3 separate regions of the Mus musculus genome follow, and regions 2 and 3 are each linked to region 1. Evidence: chromatin contacts called from public HiChIP or PLAC-seq data. All regions are on one chromosome and are shown on one strand. Each heading gives the region's core, a stretch centred on a gene start, on an enhancer-like site or on the middle of the called end of the contact. The rest is flanking DNA. Distances are from core to core; before and after follow the strand shown. Region 1 overlaps Zfp993 (zinc finger protein 845). Region 2 has its middle 4.2 kb from the start of Gm46898. Region 3 has its middle 26 kb from the start of Zfp981.

Region 1 (5,121 bases), core at 1,905-4,404:
CCCCTACAGGAATTCTCATGCAGATGGAAGATTATATATTAGAATGGATATTTTTAGCACATAAACAGAGTAAGAAATTAAAAGCCTACATGGAGATGGTCTCTGAATTGTTACTAAAAATAAAAAAAAGAGACTTCAAAAATTAGTTGGAATGGATCCAGCTGAAATCGTGGTACCATTTATTAATGTAGAGATTGACTCACTATGGACACAACATGAATGTTGATAAACAAGCTTGCAGTAATTTCTTGGATAACAACAGATACCCTAAAAGCAAGTGACTTCAGTTCATAAAATGAACTACTTGGATTTTCCCTCATACATTAAAGGGAATTCCAATATCTGGAGCCGCTACATTTTACACTGAGGCTAATAAATCAGGAAAGGCAGAAGATTTAAGTAAGGTGGCTGAGAGTCCCAGGAAATCAGTTCAAAAATCTTAATTATGTGCAATACTCATGGTGTTCTCAGATTTTCAAGTGTCTTATCATAGTAAATACCTCTCAATATAGAGAAATGTTTGTTTTACACATAGAGCCTGTTGATCTTATTTAGGATGATTCTGAATTGACTTCACTATTTATTCAACTATAACAAATAAGAGTAATTGACTACATATAACACATATAAGATTCCATACAGATTTGCCAGGCTCTCTGGCACAGGGTAATAACGAAATTGACCATTAATTGATAGGAAGTGTACTAAAGGCTTTGGAATTACATTTTAAAAATTCCATGTTAAAAGCAAAGGTTTAAAGAAAGAATTCTCTATCACAAGAAAAGTCTGTCAGTTGTCCCCATGTCTCTTTGATATAGTATTTGAAGTTCTAGCTCAAGCAATAAGGCAACTAAAAGAAACTAAGGGAATACCATTTGGAAAGAAGAAAATAGTGATTTTTGGCCGGGCGTGTTGGCGCACACCTTTAATCCCAGCACTCGGGAGGCAGAGGCAGGAAGATTTCTGAGTTCGAGGCCAGCCTGGTCTACAAAGTGAGTTCCAGGACAGCCGGGGCCATACAGAGAAACCCTGTTTCGAAAAAAAAATAAAACAGTGATTTTTCTATTTTCAGATAATATGACAGTATATATATGTGAGCCAAAAAAAATTCTACCAAAACGTTACATTGATAAATGTAGCAAAGTATCTACATACACAATTGACTTGAAGAAATCATTAGTTCTGCTCCACACAAAGTGATAAACAGGCTGAAAAAGAAGTTACAGAAACAACACTTCACATTAGCCGTAAATAAATAAATAAATAAATAATAAATAAATAAATGAATAAAAGCTAATTTATTCACATCCCAGCTATCCAAATATCGTTGAATCATAACTGTAATTTATTCCTGTAATTGTTTCATATCATAGGAGATACTATCATCTTTCCAAATACCTAACAAATGTGCCCTTGTCCTATTCCATTCTTCTAAGGATGAATTATATGACAATGGTGTAACACAAATATATTGAAATTTAACATGACATTTAGTGGACAATCTAGCTTTAATATTTGCCACCGCCTGTCCCATTTTCAAAACTACATCTTCTAAGGCATTATTCCTTGCTTCCAATTTCAAATCAATTATCCTTTATTCAGACAAGCCTAAGGTAATATTCCTATGCAATTCATTAACAAAGGTTGCAGTCTGCATACTTTTCACCAGAGCAGTAGTTGAAACTGCAAAGGTAGTAAGCATTGCTATCAAGGCAGATATTCCTAAAATAAGAGCAGCCACACACCTTTTAGGCCTAGTTAGCTCATTAATATTCTTTACAACTTCTAAAGTTGAATTATCATACCAAGATTCTTCCCCTATATCTACTGGCAGCAAAACATAAGCAGGGCGCTTTACAATCATCCTAATAGAAAAATCCTTATTAATTCCTGAAGATATACAATTAGTAAGAGCTATCAAAGGACAAGTTAATATGTCCTAATATCTGAGGACAACAAACTGGTGATCTTCCTGAGATTACTTCACTTTAGGCTAGCAAAATTATGAAAGAGCTTCAGTAGGCAAGGTCCTGGAGAAAATCACTTAAGGAAAGATTGCTGCTCTTAATGTGCTTTTCCTGTCACTATTAAACATAAATATAGACCATTAGGAATCAGTTCACAAGGTTGAGCAGATCTCTGAAGAACTACAAGATGAACTAACTTGTAGTGATACACTAAAGATATGTAGATAGTTTCTTTATCCTATACAATAATGATCCAAAAAATTCCTAAGTTGATGTTAATTACTAAGCTCTTTTAATAACAAAATTAATACCATTCTGATAGTCAGAACTGCAGTGAAAACTCTGCTATCCTTTATTCTCACTTCGGAGATAAAAACCAGACATTTTTCTGCTCAGAGGTTGTAAAAGCATTAGTTAAAAGTCATAAAAAGGGAATGAATGATTTATTATAGGTACAAGAACAGAAGAAAAGAGATTGGCTAGATTTATATTTGCAAAACTTTACTAATAACTTACTTACTATTTTTAACCCTCTGTGAACCTGTGGACCTGTGATAGGTGAGGAATGTATAACCATGTAATTACTCTTAATGAATATGCATGTTAACATTCAGTGTTTTAAACTTCTTATTCGATTTATGATTTGAATTTATGTGTAAACTTGTGATCATTTTTTACCATGTGGTCATGTATTCTGGAAGATGTATAAGGGCTGAGGATAAAGTGAGGAGCACAAATTTCCCTTGTTCAGCTCTAGATCATTCAGCTTTCCCCCCTTTTCTTAGAGAGCTTTCATAGGAAAGATTTACAACTTAGAAATGAACATTAAAATCTCTTTTTAAAGTGTCCCCTTTCTTTCCTCCAAATCAAGCAGCAGGCTGTAAGTTTGTGCGCTGCAATTCATGGGAGACAGCACAGAGGCTACATTACTTACAATCCTGCTGTTAGGCTACAGGTGGTAATTGCCTAATTGCCTAAGCCAGTAGCTTTTAACTCTCAGAATAAACAAAAAAAATATATATATATGCCTTTTTAGAAGTTACCGTCAGCATTCAGTATAGTTAGAAAGTTAGAGTTTCTGGAAGCCATCATTCTTTGAAGTCACACCGAATTCTGTGGTCTGTGTCTCATTTCAAACACTCCAGACTGGGAGCCTCCCAAGAGGCCCTCATATCCAAATGACCTGATCAGACCTTTGGGTCCCTACCTGTGGAGTGGCCCATCGCACAGGCTCAGGTTGTGGGACAGCTTTTCCTAGCCTCGGCTGATCCGTGTGTCCTTCTCCAAGGCTCGGATTTATATTAAAAAGCATTCAGATGCTCAATTTCTTTCACAAAATCACCATGTAACTCGAGGTATCCAGACACGTAAAAGAGAAAATGATTCAGCCTAAGGTCCAGACTATGGAAGGAGTTCTCTGTAATACTTGTGTAGCCTGAAGGAAGCCATGAGTTCAATCCACTGCACTCATAAAACCCTGTGTGGCAGCAGAAGGCTATAACCTAGCACTTAGGGAAGTGAGGCAGCAGGATCAGAAGTTCAAGATTAACCTCAGTGAGATGCTGAGTCTAAATTCTACCAGGGCTGCTTAAGAAATCCTATCAAAAATGGAACTAGGCAGGCATGGTGGTATACAACTTTATCCAGTTCTGGGGAGCTAGAGAAGGGTAGATCTCTGTGAATACAAGATCAACCTGGTTTACATAGGGAGTTCCAGACAAGACTCCACAGTGAGATCTGTCTCAAAATTAAAAAAAAAAAAGAATGAATAAATAAGCCAAGTTATGTCACATAGTTTCAATCTCAGAAGAGGGAAGTTGTCCTAGAACTTTCTGTGTAGACAAGACTTGCCTTGAATTTACAGACATCCCCTCTCCTCTAATTCCATTCTGATTTGTAAGAATGCATCACTCTGGGCTGGTGAGATGGCTCAGTGGGTAAGAGTACCCGACTGCTCTTCCAAAGGTCCGGAGTTCAAATCCCAGCAACCACATGGTGGCTCACAACCATCCATAACGAGATCTGACGCCCTCTTCTGGTGTGTCTGAAGACAGCTACAGTGTACTTATATATAATAAATAAATCTTAAAAAAAAAAGAATGCATCACTCTGCCTAGCTTACTGTCTTAGCTCTTTAGGCCTCTAGGATGCTAAAAAGGTTCTTAACTCTGGGGATGCTGAACCCACAAAATAGGAGTCCCCAATCTTACAATGGAAAACTGGAAAACCATTCTAATCTGGATTGTGAGAAAACACTCCAGAGTGTCATCTACCCAACAAGAGGATGCCTTCCTGTGCCAGGTAGTACACAGATAATAATGGATTAATAGGTTTCATCACTTTTCATGAACACTCAATGATATCTTTTACCTTATTGAGCAGACGTTATATCCATGACAACCATCACAGGAAAGACTGATCACTCTTTACCTGAAAAATCAGATTCCAATACATCCCCAAATTTAAAATTCTTACATTACCACAGTGATGCTATCAGCGACAAAAGTCTGTGGTCTTATGTGATCTCAGTTTCTATTGTCACCTTAACTAAATTTAGAGTCACCTAGGGAACATGATTCTAGACATGTCTATAAGCACATTTCCTCAGAGCTTCAGCTGAGAATGGAATACACAACCTGGATGTATGCAGCACCAAATAGTGGACTGTGGACCTGGGACAAGTAACAAGTAGAAAGCAAGCTGAGCACCACCATGCATCTCTCCCTGCTTCTGTAGTGCAGACACAATGTAACCATTCACATTCATGCCATACTTTCCTTGCAAGTCAGGCTTGTATTTCTCTGGAACCAAGAGCCTGTCCTCTTAAAGAAATCCTTGTTTAAGTTGTTTCTGTCAGGACTCTATTCTGTCTGTCTGCTGTCTGTCTGTCTGTTATTTACCTATCATTCTAGTTGAATGAGTATATGGGCATGAGATTGGAGGTCAGAGAATAACTTGCAGGATATGCCTCTGAGAAGGTCCATGCAATAGAACTCAGGTCACCAGGATTGTGCACTTTTACCTGAAGAGCCATCTTATTGGCTCTTGTGTTAAGCTCTCTACCCCATGGGTGCATGTGTACAAAACACATAAGAATCATGTGTTTGAATTTGTTCCTCTTGTAAAGATGTCTCATTATGTATGTAAATGTTTG
Region 2 (5,121 bases), core at 1,763-4,262, 480 kb before region 1:
GTTTGTATGGTTAACTTCTTTTGGGTTTGTTGAAAGATTACTTTCTTGCTATTTCTAGGGTAGAGTTTCCCTTCTTGTGTTGGAGTTTTTCATCTTTTACCTGTTGTAGGGCTGGATTTGTGGAGAGATATTATGTAAATTTGGTTTTGTCTTGGAGTATCTTGGTTTCTCCATCTATGATAATTGAGATTTTTGGTGGCTATAGTAGCCTGGGCTGGCATTGTTGTTCTCTTAGCGTTTGTATGACATTGGCCCAGGATCTTCTAGTTTCATAGTCTGGTGAGAAGTCTGGTGCAATTCTGATAGGTCTGCCTTTATATGTTATTTGACCTTGTTCCCTTACTGCTTTTAATATTCTTTCTTTGTTTTGTGCATTTTGTGTTTTGACTATCAAGTGCCAGGAGGAATTTCTTTTCTGGTCCAACCTATTTGGAGTTCTGTAGACTTCTTGTATGTTCATGGGTATCTCTTTCTTTAAGTTATGGAAATTTTCTTCTATAATGTTGTTGAAGATATTTACTGCCCCTTTATGTTGGGAATCTTCACTCTCTTCTATACCTATTATCCCTAACATTGGTCTTCTCATTATATCCTGTATTTCCTGGGGTTTTTTGTTTGTTTGTTTGTTTTTTTGTTTTTGTTTTGTTTTCCTTTGGTTAGGAGCTTTTTGCTTTTTGCATTGTCTCTGACTGTTGTGTCCATGTTTTCTGTGGTATCTTCTGCACCTGAGAGTCTCTCTCTTCTATCTCTTTTATTCTATTGGTGATGCTTGCATCTATGACTCCTGATCTCTTTCCTAGGTTTTTTGTCTCCAAGTTTGTCTTCCTTTGTGATTTCTTTATTGTTTCTACTTCCATTTTTAGAATCTGGATGAGTTTGTTCAATCCTTTGCTTGTTTGGTTGTATTTTCCTGTAATTCCTTAAGGGATTTTTATGTTTCCTCTTGAAGGGTTTCTAGCTGTTTATCCGAGTTCTCCTGTATTTCTTTAAGAGAGTTATTTATGTTCTTCTTAAATTCCTTTATCATCATCATGAGATGTGATTTTAAACAGAGTCTTGCTTTTCCTGTGTGTTGGGGTATCCAAGGCTTGCTGTAGTGGGAGAACTGGGTTCTAATGATGCCAAGTAGCCTTGGTTTCTGTTGCTTATATTCTTGTGCCTGCCTCTTGCCATCTGGTTTTCTGTGGTGTTTTCTGGTCTTTCTGTCTCTGACTGTGGCTTGTCCCTCCTGTAAGCCTGTGTGTCAGCACTCTTGGGAGACCAGTTCTCTTATGGTGGGATTTGGGTATGGAGAGCTGTGGCACAAGGTCAGCTCCGAGTGCAGATAGATTCTAGAAGGATCTGGTCCCAGGCTGCTTCTTGGTTCCTGTGTCCTGAGGGCTCTAGGAGGGTCCTCTTGGGCTGGGTATTTGAGCAGAAGTGGTGGTCTTACCTGTGCTCTCAGGTGTGTCAGCACTCCTGGAAGACCAGCTTTCTCCCAGAGGAATTTGGGTTTGGAGAGCTGTGGCACAGGGTCAGCTCCAGGAGCAGATGGAAACCAGAAACTCTTTATTATTTTTAACTTATTAACAAATATATCCAGTTTAAATAATTTTTTACAATATACTTCATTCTTCTTGTTATCATGAAATTTAGAAAACAATTTTAATGAGTTAATTAAAAATGGAAGACCAAGAGGCTTTATCTAAAACACATAAAACATAGTGTTTTAGATATCTGTTATAAGTAGTTAAAATACATTAGTAGTTTTGTGACCAAATTTAAATTAAGTATGTGTTAAAATTTAAGCCATTATGCAGTGTAAGAGGACATGGAGTTTTGTTGTTAGAAACAGCATTTACTTTTATTGTACTTAAGAGGTAACAAAATATGATAAGACATCCAGATCAGGATAGAGTTTGACTTAATTATTCATTTTTAAGCTAATAACAAGGATAACTAATTTTTAAAAATATATCATTATGTTGCAATATATTAATCATCTGTAAACTCTAAAATATCTGTATAAGCCTTAAAGTAGGTTCTTAAATAATAATTTAAAAAGTTATTTAGAGTTATCTCTTACATAGTTCTTGAAAAGCGCATTCGTTTGACTTTAAAGAGGCAGAAGTAGTAAGAAAATCACATAAACATCTTCAAAGCGTTCATATTCATATGTCTATTGCCATATATGTGATATGTATACGAAAGCACAGGCATAAATCATCCTTTTAATCTTTGGAATAGAGTTTAGTATTTCAAGGGAGTGCACAGGAAGATCATATCCTACAGAAGGTGCAACCATCTCTTAAAGTTAATGTAGGTCCTCAAGAAATATGGGACAAGTTAATGTATATCCTCAAGCAATACAGGCCAGAAGTGGGATAAGGATCAAAGAGATAGCATCTAGACCAGTACAGTGGGAGTATGTATATCTTACCCTAAAAGCAGATTTGAAAATGTTTTATTTAAAAACTCATATTAGGTGCGAGCTGAACCACCTGGGTGCGATGTGCAGAGGTAGAGCATCCGCCAGCGAGGCTCCGGAGCCCAGGTCCGAAGAAGCGGGGTCCAGAGCCGGCGCCTCGCGCCACAGGCCGCCCCCCGGGCTCAGGAGCCTAAGGAGCCGCAGCGAAGGGAGGGAGGCGCCGCGCCGTTCGCGTCCCCCGTCTCAGGACTCCACAGCCCGCGCCGGCGGCCCTCACTCCTCCAGGCTTCGGGAGGGCTCGCGGCGGTGGGGTAGCCAGGCGGAGCTCTGGAAGCCGCGGTCGCGTGGCGTCGTGCTCCGGCTCCAGCCGCCGCCGGCCCCGCCAGCCAGCCGCGCCGCCCTGCTCCGTCCCGGGCTGCGTTCGCCGGCGCTCCTCGCCGCTGTGGAGACAATGGAGGGCGGCAGAGCGCACGCGCGGCCCGCGCCCCCTCCCTCCTCTCGCACCCCCCCCCCCCGCCGGGTTAACCCTTTCGCGGCCCCTGCGGCGCAACGGCGAGCTGCGGCCTCGGAGGTCCCCACCCACCCACCGCCTGCGCCCCGGGCGGTCCAGGGACAGGACGTCTCCAGCCGCGACAGAGATAACACTTCCTCTGGAACACAGCTCTGCTGTAGTCGCGGCGAAAGTCGAATCACTATCTTCAAAACGAGACCCTGAGTGGGGGGAGGGGTAACGACGGTTTTAGCGGGTAGGAAGGAAACATGAAGAAGAAAGAAAAACCAACTAATAAAGCCTACCTGGGTTTGAGGGTCACTGGGCGAGCTCCCCTCCCACCACAGACCTGTCCTCACAGCACCCTCTGGTGGATATGCTGTCCATTCGTTTGGAGGTTCTCCATCCAAGGACCCCAGTCAACCTTAGGAAGTTTACCATGGGGGGTGGGGGGTGGGGGGGGGAGGGAGGGGGGAGGGAGTCAGCTTGGACCCAAACACCTGGAGTCTTTATTTGGGATTAGCTGTTAGGAGATACAACAGTGCCCCAGTGGCGCCTAGACTTTGCTGTCGTTAGATCAGAACCAACTATTTGGGTCTAAATCGATTCCTTAGGCTAGAATATAATCCTCAAAATCAATAGGTGGATTAAAAAAAAAAAAACCGGCAAAATAGAACCATGCAGCGGAGCTGTTTTAGAAACTCCTTGCCCAAGGCCGATTGCTGTTTTGTTTATCATGTATTTTGACATAGAGCCATATTTTGACATAGAGCTACGAGGCAAGGGCACAGTACTCAATATTTGTTGACCAAATTGCAAAAAAAAATAAAAATAAAAACTCATATTAATCATCTCCCTTTAAGATATGGTCCCTTTAAGACGAGTACTCTGGCTTTTATGTCGACATGTATTATGAAAACAACAATAAAACATATAACCATATATATATTCATACATAATAGACATTTAATAGCTGGGTGGTCAGCCATGGTGCATGGTTTCTAATTACAGCACCCAGAAGGCAGAGTCCCAGAAACTATCTCAAAAAAAAAAAAAAAAATCAAAACCACAAAAAAAGAAAGAAAAAATTTTCAACATTATTATTTGTTTGTATTACATTTCCTATAATCCTCATTGTGAAAAGGAAACAAAATAGAGATCTTCAGTAAACATGTAAATCTATTAATTTATAGATGGCCCAGTACAAAAACAAACAAACAAGCAAACAAAAACACATACATACAAACATAAATACACTTAACAGTTTTATACTAAGAATAGTGTGGCCTACTCAATTATTCTTTTTATATTATATGTAGGAAAGTGACTTAGAACGTTAAAGAAACAATAAGGGTGGCTGGTGAGATGGCTCAACAGTTAAGCGCTCTAACTGCTCTTCCAAAGATCCTGAGTTCAAATCCCAGCAACCACATGGTGGCTCACAACCATCCATAATGAGATCTGATACCCTCTTTTGGAGTGTCCAAAGACAGCTACAGTGTACTTACATATAATACATAAGTAAATCTTAAAAAAAAAAGAAATAAGATAAGTCACCACTGGGATAACCATCAAAACAATTTATGAATTATGCAAAACTGCCACAATGTCCTCAAGCAAGATAGCTGCGTATAATGGTCAAAAGCATAGACAGATGGGAGGGAGAATCCTCTGGCTCAACGTTGTAGCATTCATTAAACAAACTTAGACTTAAAAAATAAACAAGAGTATTTTGAAGAAATAATATGAATTTTATGTTATTATATATATATATATATATATATATATATATATATATATATATATGAGATGAAATAGTATGTATATTTAGCTTCTGTTTTGGAAGGAAATCCTGATCAATTTTATGTATATGACATTAACTTTTATAGCTTAATGAAATCTTGACCCAACAAATGTTATTTTTTCTTTTCTCCCACTTCTTTTTTTTAAAGTTTTTAAAAATGTTATTATTTTAAAACAATAAGCATTTTAAGGTTTATGAAACATTTAACATTTCCAAATATATTATTATTGTTTTTAAAAACTTTTTGTTGATTCTTTGTGAATTTCATCATGTACCCCAATTCCACTCATCTCATCTCTTCATATCTGCTTTCTACCCTTGCAACCTCCTCCCTTAAATAAAATAAAATAATAATAATAATAATAAATACAGCACAGAAAACATCTCATTGTGTAAGCTACAGCTTTGATCTACAGGACC
Region 3 (5,121 bases), core at 1,580-4,079, 450 kb after region 1:
TTACAGAGTTCTTAAACTGTAGGAACCATGCCTGAGAACCCAAAGAAAGAAATGGTGCAATGGACAGCCTCATCCACCCAGACAGTGTTATTAAAACTTGATTCATGTGCATTTTGATAATTTCACAATGTTAAAAAATAACACGACTTGGAATTTACATCTCCTGCAGATCTTCAGCGTTCCAGTACAGTATGGCATTAAACAAACCTTATCTTGTTTCTGTTCACATCTTAAACCATAACCCCAAACAGAAAGTGTGTTTGTGTGTCACGCTGGGGTAAAGCATATTTTAATAGAAGTTTGTGGCTCAAGCAAGGTGTGAGATTATTTGTTAAGGTTTCTGGTGCCCAAATGAAGTTTTCAGTTTAACTAAGAATCTCAAGTCTCTAATCACCCCACCTCCTCCTAGCTGGTTCAGGTCATGCCAGCATTATTGCCCAGAAGTGGCATACAGTCTGGTAGGAGACACTGGCCTCCACCTCCTGCTTCCCACACTGCTGCCCTAAATCCACTAAACATGCTTCAAGCTGGGAAAACATCCATTTCTTGTTACACTCCTGTCAGTAGTGAGCAAGTCTGAACTGTGTTTGACAAAGGGATTCGTTTACAGAGAGAAACCCGGGCACTACTATCATATCACATAGTCATATGCCAACATAGAGTATGTGTACTGAACCATCTGTAGTGACAAAGTAGGTAACTGACAGGCTATTTCATTAAGTAGAAAGAAATTTAGCAGTAACCTCTTCTGAGAGCCAAGTACTACTAGATAGTTAAATTGAAATTATTAACAACAGAAATGCTACATTACTGGCTATTCCCCTGCGTCTCCAAGTTATTACCAAACATATTCCAAAGGTGAATGTCAAGAGCTGGCTAAACAATGAATGGATCTACAGAATAGCCTATAACCTTCACATTTGGGGCACACACAAGGATTTATCAGACACCATGCCAGATTCTTGCGCAACTTGGGTGTTTTGCTCCTGTTGCTTTGAACTGTTAAAAGCTAGGTTAGAGAAACCCTCTCCTCCTGAGCAGACCCCATACTCTGTCCACAGCAGTGATGAGACACCACACCTCGTCCACAGCAATTCAATTAGACCTGATTAGGAGGCTTGAGCAGCACCTGGAGTGCAGCAGATCCATTGTCCTTTATATGTATCAAAGGCTATCTGGTTTCACCTAAGGATTGGCAAATCCTTAGGGCACTTTACAATTCCAATGCTTCTTTCAGACTATTTCTCCACACAATATGCCCTTAAAGAACTTACTCCAAGTCAAAGCAAGGCCTTAATGTGGAATCGAACAACACTATCTGAATGAAAAATTATTCAAAGAAATAAGTCTACCCCCCACCCACTCCCCATTTGGTGGACCCAAGTTTGGTTGAATTAAATCCACAGTTATCTCATACAACTAAAAACTTAAATTATAAATCATAAGCCCCACACAGATGATCCAAACACATCATTTCTGACAGTGGCTTGTTCCAGGGAGTCTAACATAGGCAAAGCCTACAGAGTTTGCCTTAGGATGAGGCACAGAACAGGTTAATTAAGGTCACTTACCTCTTCATCATTTACAGCAGATCAGAACCCAGATGTCTGACTTCTGAAGGCTTTCTGACAGGAATCCAGTAGAGTTGATTTCAAGGTTCACACAGGCACTAGTAGCTGTAACCTTATGTTGAAGATGTGATCCAAATGAAATCTATAACTAAGGGCAGCAAATCTGAGGTAGTCAACCTTGCGAAGGCTCAGTATCTGAACGTAAAGATGTTTGAATGGCCACTTGCTGCAGGTTTGGTTTTATACACAGAGCAAATATGGAAACACTGTTGAATCTAATTCACAAATACTTAAGACAATGAAACACCCCTAAATCCAACACACATCAAGATCAGTTGTGACTCTTGAACTTCCATAATGCAACAGGGACAGTCACTGGACTTTGAGGTCTTCAGTCAGTCACTGTAGATCCATAAATCAAAACGATGAATGGCTGTTCTTGGTGGTTAGCTGTGGTCTAATTACCTTCGTAGGCTTAGCAAAGACCATTCCTTACCTATACTGTGTGTGGCTGTACTTCTGATTCTCAAGCACAGCATACTGGTTGTCTAGCTGAAGTTTAAGGGCCTGGTTTTTTGAAACCTCCTCCCTATCTCTATTTTTGTGTCTTACTACTTCAAAGCTCTTCTCCATTTCTTTATCCTTCCGGCTCTCTACATGCTTGTCAGTGGACTGCAGGGATGGGAACTGTGTGTCACTGTATATTTCCGGTGGTCCTTGTGGTGTTTTCCTTGTTGTGGTTAGCCTTGCCTCAGGAGGCCTAAATACACCACTGGGCATTGCTGGCCCCGGGGTTTCTGTAACTGTTACTGGAGCAGGAGGCGCTTGTACCAGAACGGTTTTATTCCAGGGACCTGGAGATTTTTCTGCTCCACTGCCACCTCTACCTTCTTCCCAATTATCTCCTGGATCTTCTCTCTTCTCATTATCATCATCTTGCTTTTCACTTATTTGCATTGCCTGAACTCTTAATCCACTGTAATCAACCTCTATGTGCTCAAATTCTTTCCACTCATTTTCATCCTTCGTTATGGCCTTGTCGGCCGGGCCCGCGCTCCCGCTGTCTCTGGACCTAGCACCAGAGCCCGAGCTCCCTAAGTCGCCCGACCTGGCACCTGAGACCGAGCTCCGGCCATCGCCCGGCCTGGAGCCCGCCGCCGCGCTGCTCCCGTCAGTGCCGCTCGCAACGTTGGCCGCCCGACTGCTCCGTTCCTTCTTTTTCTTGTCCCTCTTGGCGAAGAAGTTGTCCAGGCTCCGCTCCTCGGTCTCGGCCTTGACCGTGGTCCGGATGGGTGGGGGCGGCGCTCGCGGCTCCGAGTTCTGGGTCAAGGCCGCTGTGCGCTCAGGCTGCGGGGTGTGGCGTCGCCTCAGCCCCGCGGGGTCGTCGAGGCGCAGGCGGCAGGACCGCCGGCTCCCCCCGTGCTCTGGTGTGACGTCGCCTCAGCCCCACGGGGTCGCCGAGGCGCGGGAGGCAGGGCGGCCGGCTCCCCCGTGCTCTGGTGTGACGTCGACTCAGCCCCACGGGGTCGCCGAGGCGCGGTTGGCAGGGCGGCTCCCCCCGTGCTCTGGTGGTATGCTCCTCCCCGGGAACCGCGAGCGTGGAGCAGGGTCGCGCCCGCACCGCTGCCTGAGGGACTAGGAAGACGTTCCCTGGCGAAAGCTCAGCTAAGGATGGCGCCAGAAGGAGGAAGATGCTCGGGCCTGAGGAGGGGCGAGAGGACTGGGAGGGAAGGAAGGAGGGCGGGAAACCAGCTGAGAGAGGCAGCACCGCGCCTGTGCGCTCAGTTCCGTCCTCCGCTGTGGGCGTGCCGAGGGGGGCGGGCGGCGGGATGAGAAGGGGGCGGGTCTTCCGGGAGAGCCAATCAGATGTTATTTCATTTCTTTTTCATTTACCTTGCATTAAATACACAGTGCTTTCAAATTCATGGCTACTGTTTGATTTAGTTGTTGTTACCATTTGACATTGACTGAAGTTACTCTGCAGGACTTATCAACTTAGGTAGAGATTGCAGCAGTGGGCAACGAGTGTGTAACAAATTATGTACACAAAATACCCTGTTCTTTGTAAGAGGAACAGTAAGTTCTCTTGGAGACAAATAAATTCTCCTAAAATAAATATTTCCCATACTAGGGCTCTGTCTGTCCCTGGGGTGGCAGTGCAGAGCTAGTAATGCCCCAGCTGTCTGAGTCATTTGATCTCTTGAATCCCCCAAATAGAGGATCTACTGCTGTCCTGTGGCCAAGCTTCATGGTACAAGTTAATGAGGGACTCTGACCAGGCCTACCATCCTAGGGATGGTACTATTAATGTGGAAACATGGAATAAAATTGGTGAGCGAATTAGAAGCTTTTAGGCTGCTCATGGTCCTGAAAAGGTGCCCATTGAAGCTTTTACTTTGTGGTCCTTAGTAAAGGAATGCCTGAGAGTAGATACAGGAGATGAGAAATGGGCATGGGGGACTCCATCGACAGTAAACCCGAGAAAGGTAGGAAGAGTGGCTAGAATATGGGACACACATTAAGTAGACATGAATTGTTTTTAACAGGATCTCAAGGAATCCCTCAAGACACGAGGAACATGGGTTAAGAAAATTTGTTCACAGCCAAGAGCTGCTCTAGGTGGGAGGAATAGGGTTTAAAATAAAATAAAATAAATAAAGAGTAAAACACAAAACTACAAAAACATAATAACAGGTGTTAGAAAAATTCTTACATTTACGTTGTTCTTAATTCCCAGAAGTAGGAATGATATGTGTGTGTGTGTGTGTATTCATATATATATGAAAGAATTTGACAAGTTTGAGGAGTAATTAGGAGAGTTAGAAAAGCAGGGCACTGGGCAGCAACTATCAGAAGCTACCACTGTGACTCCTCACCCTTTGCTGGCAGAATTCCCAGAAGAAGGAGATAAAGAATTAGACTTTGAACATGAGAGAGAAAAAGATAGAGAGACTAGGTTTCAGAAAAGCAGTTATCCCCTGTTCGGGACCTTTTAGCAAAAGAGAAGAAAAATGGAAATAAGCTATTTTAGAGCTCTCCTAGGGACAGGAGGAAATCGGGAGACGCCTTGCTTCCTCTCTGTCTCCTATGGAGATATTCTTAGTTCTGGTTAGGATATCTGGGTCCCTTTGAGACATCAAGTTCTAATCCCTGTCTATTGTCTGTTCTTGGTGCACCAAATTGTCCATATGTCTGTCAATTTATGTTTGTTTTTGTTTTGTTGTTTGAATGAGTGTTGTTCTGTGTTTCATGTTGAAAAATATAAATGTTTAAAACTTTATCTGCTGGATGTCCATCCTTTGATTTAGTTTAACTTGTTTCAAAGGCAGTCTCAATTTGCATAGCAAAAACTGATAAGTTACACTGCACTGCAGTTGGGAGTCAAGTAGAGGTGGAAAAGCCCTGCTAGAGGCTGATTATCTACACAAGCAATTCTTAAAGGGGTCAACAGATTTTTGCTTATAACAGAAAGTTAGCTTAAAATTGGTAACTCAAGGTTGGAGTCATTCTAAACAACACATGGCATGAGCCAACCCAGGAAAACAGGTTT

Evidence for each region. HiChIP or PLAC-seq counts read pairs in DNA pulled down with a chosen protein or histone mark.
Region 2: an H3K4me3 HiChIP or PLAC-seq map of embryonic stem cells shows a contact between it and region 1, with 20 read pairs. The contact joins two enhancer-like sites. A contact is called at or near these places in 1 of 15 datasets of contacts at CTCF or cohesin (the NIH/3T3 cell line) and 5 of 115 datasets of contacts at active chromatin or transcription factors (bone marrow-derived dendritic cells, embryonic stem cells, regulatory T cell precursor and 1 more).
Region 3: an H3K4me3 HiChIP or PLAC-seq map of embryonic stem cells shows a contact between it and region 1, with 2.6 times the contacts expected there. The contact joins two enhancer-like sites. A contact is called at or near these places in 1 of 484 Hi-C or Micro-C datasets (nephron progenitors), 3 of 115 datasets of contacts at active chromatin or transcription factors (embryonic stem cells and stem cell-derived neural progenitor cells) and 1 of 9 other capture datasets (embryonic tail).

The regions. Positions count from the first base shown.
Region 1 is chr4:146,923,559-146,928,679 of GRCm38.p6, reverse strand. All of the region lies in intron 6 of Zfp993 (zinc finger protein 845), which reads right to left. Among named protein-coding and RNA genes, the nearest start is that of Gm21411, 25 kb to the right of the region's middle. Within about 2 kb of position 3,154, at least 13 of the 459 cell types and tissues checked have an H3K27ac peak or open chromatin away from gene starts, as enhancers often do. A contact at or near this core is called in embryonic stem cells, where this site is marked.
Region 2 is chr4:147,404,937-147,410,057 of GRCm38.p6, reverse strand. No RefSeq gene overlaps it. Among named protein-coding and RNA genes, the nearest start is that of Gm46898, 4.2 kb to the left of the region's middle. Within about 2 kb of position 3,012, at least 77 of the 459 cell types and tissues checked have an H3K27ac peak or open chromatin away from gene starts, as enhancers often do. A contact at or near this core is called in embryonic stem cells, where this site is marked.
Region 3 is chr4:146,473,054-146,478,174 of GRCm38.p6, reverse strand. It overlaps the pseudogene Vmn2r-ps16 and the pseudogene Gm13241. Among named protein-coding and RNA genes, the nearest start is that of Zfp981, 26 kb to the left of the region's middle. Within about 2 kb of position 2,829, at least 13 of the 459 cell types and tissues checked have an H3K27ac peak or open chromatin away from gene starts, as enhancers often do. A contact at or near this core is called in embryonic stem cells, where this site is marked.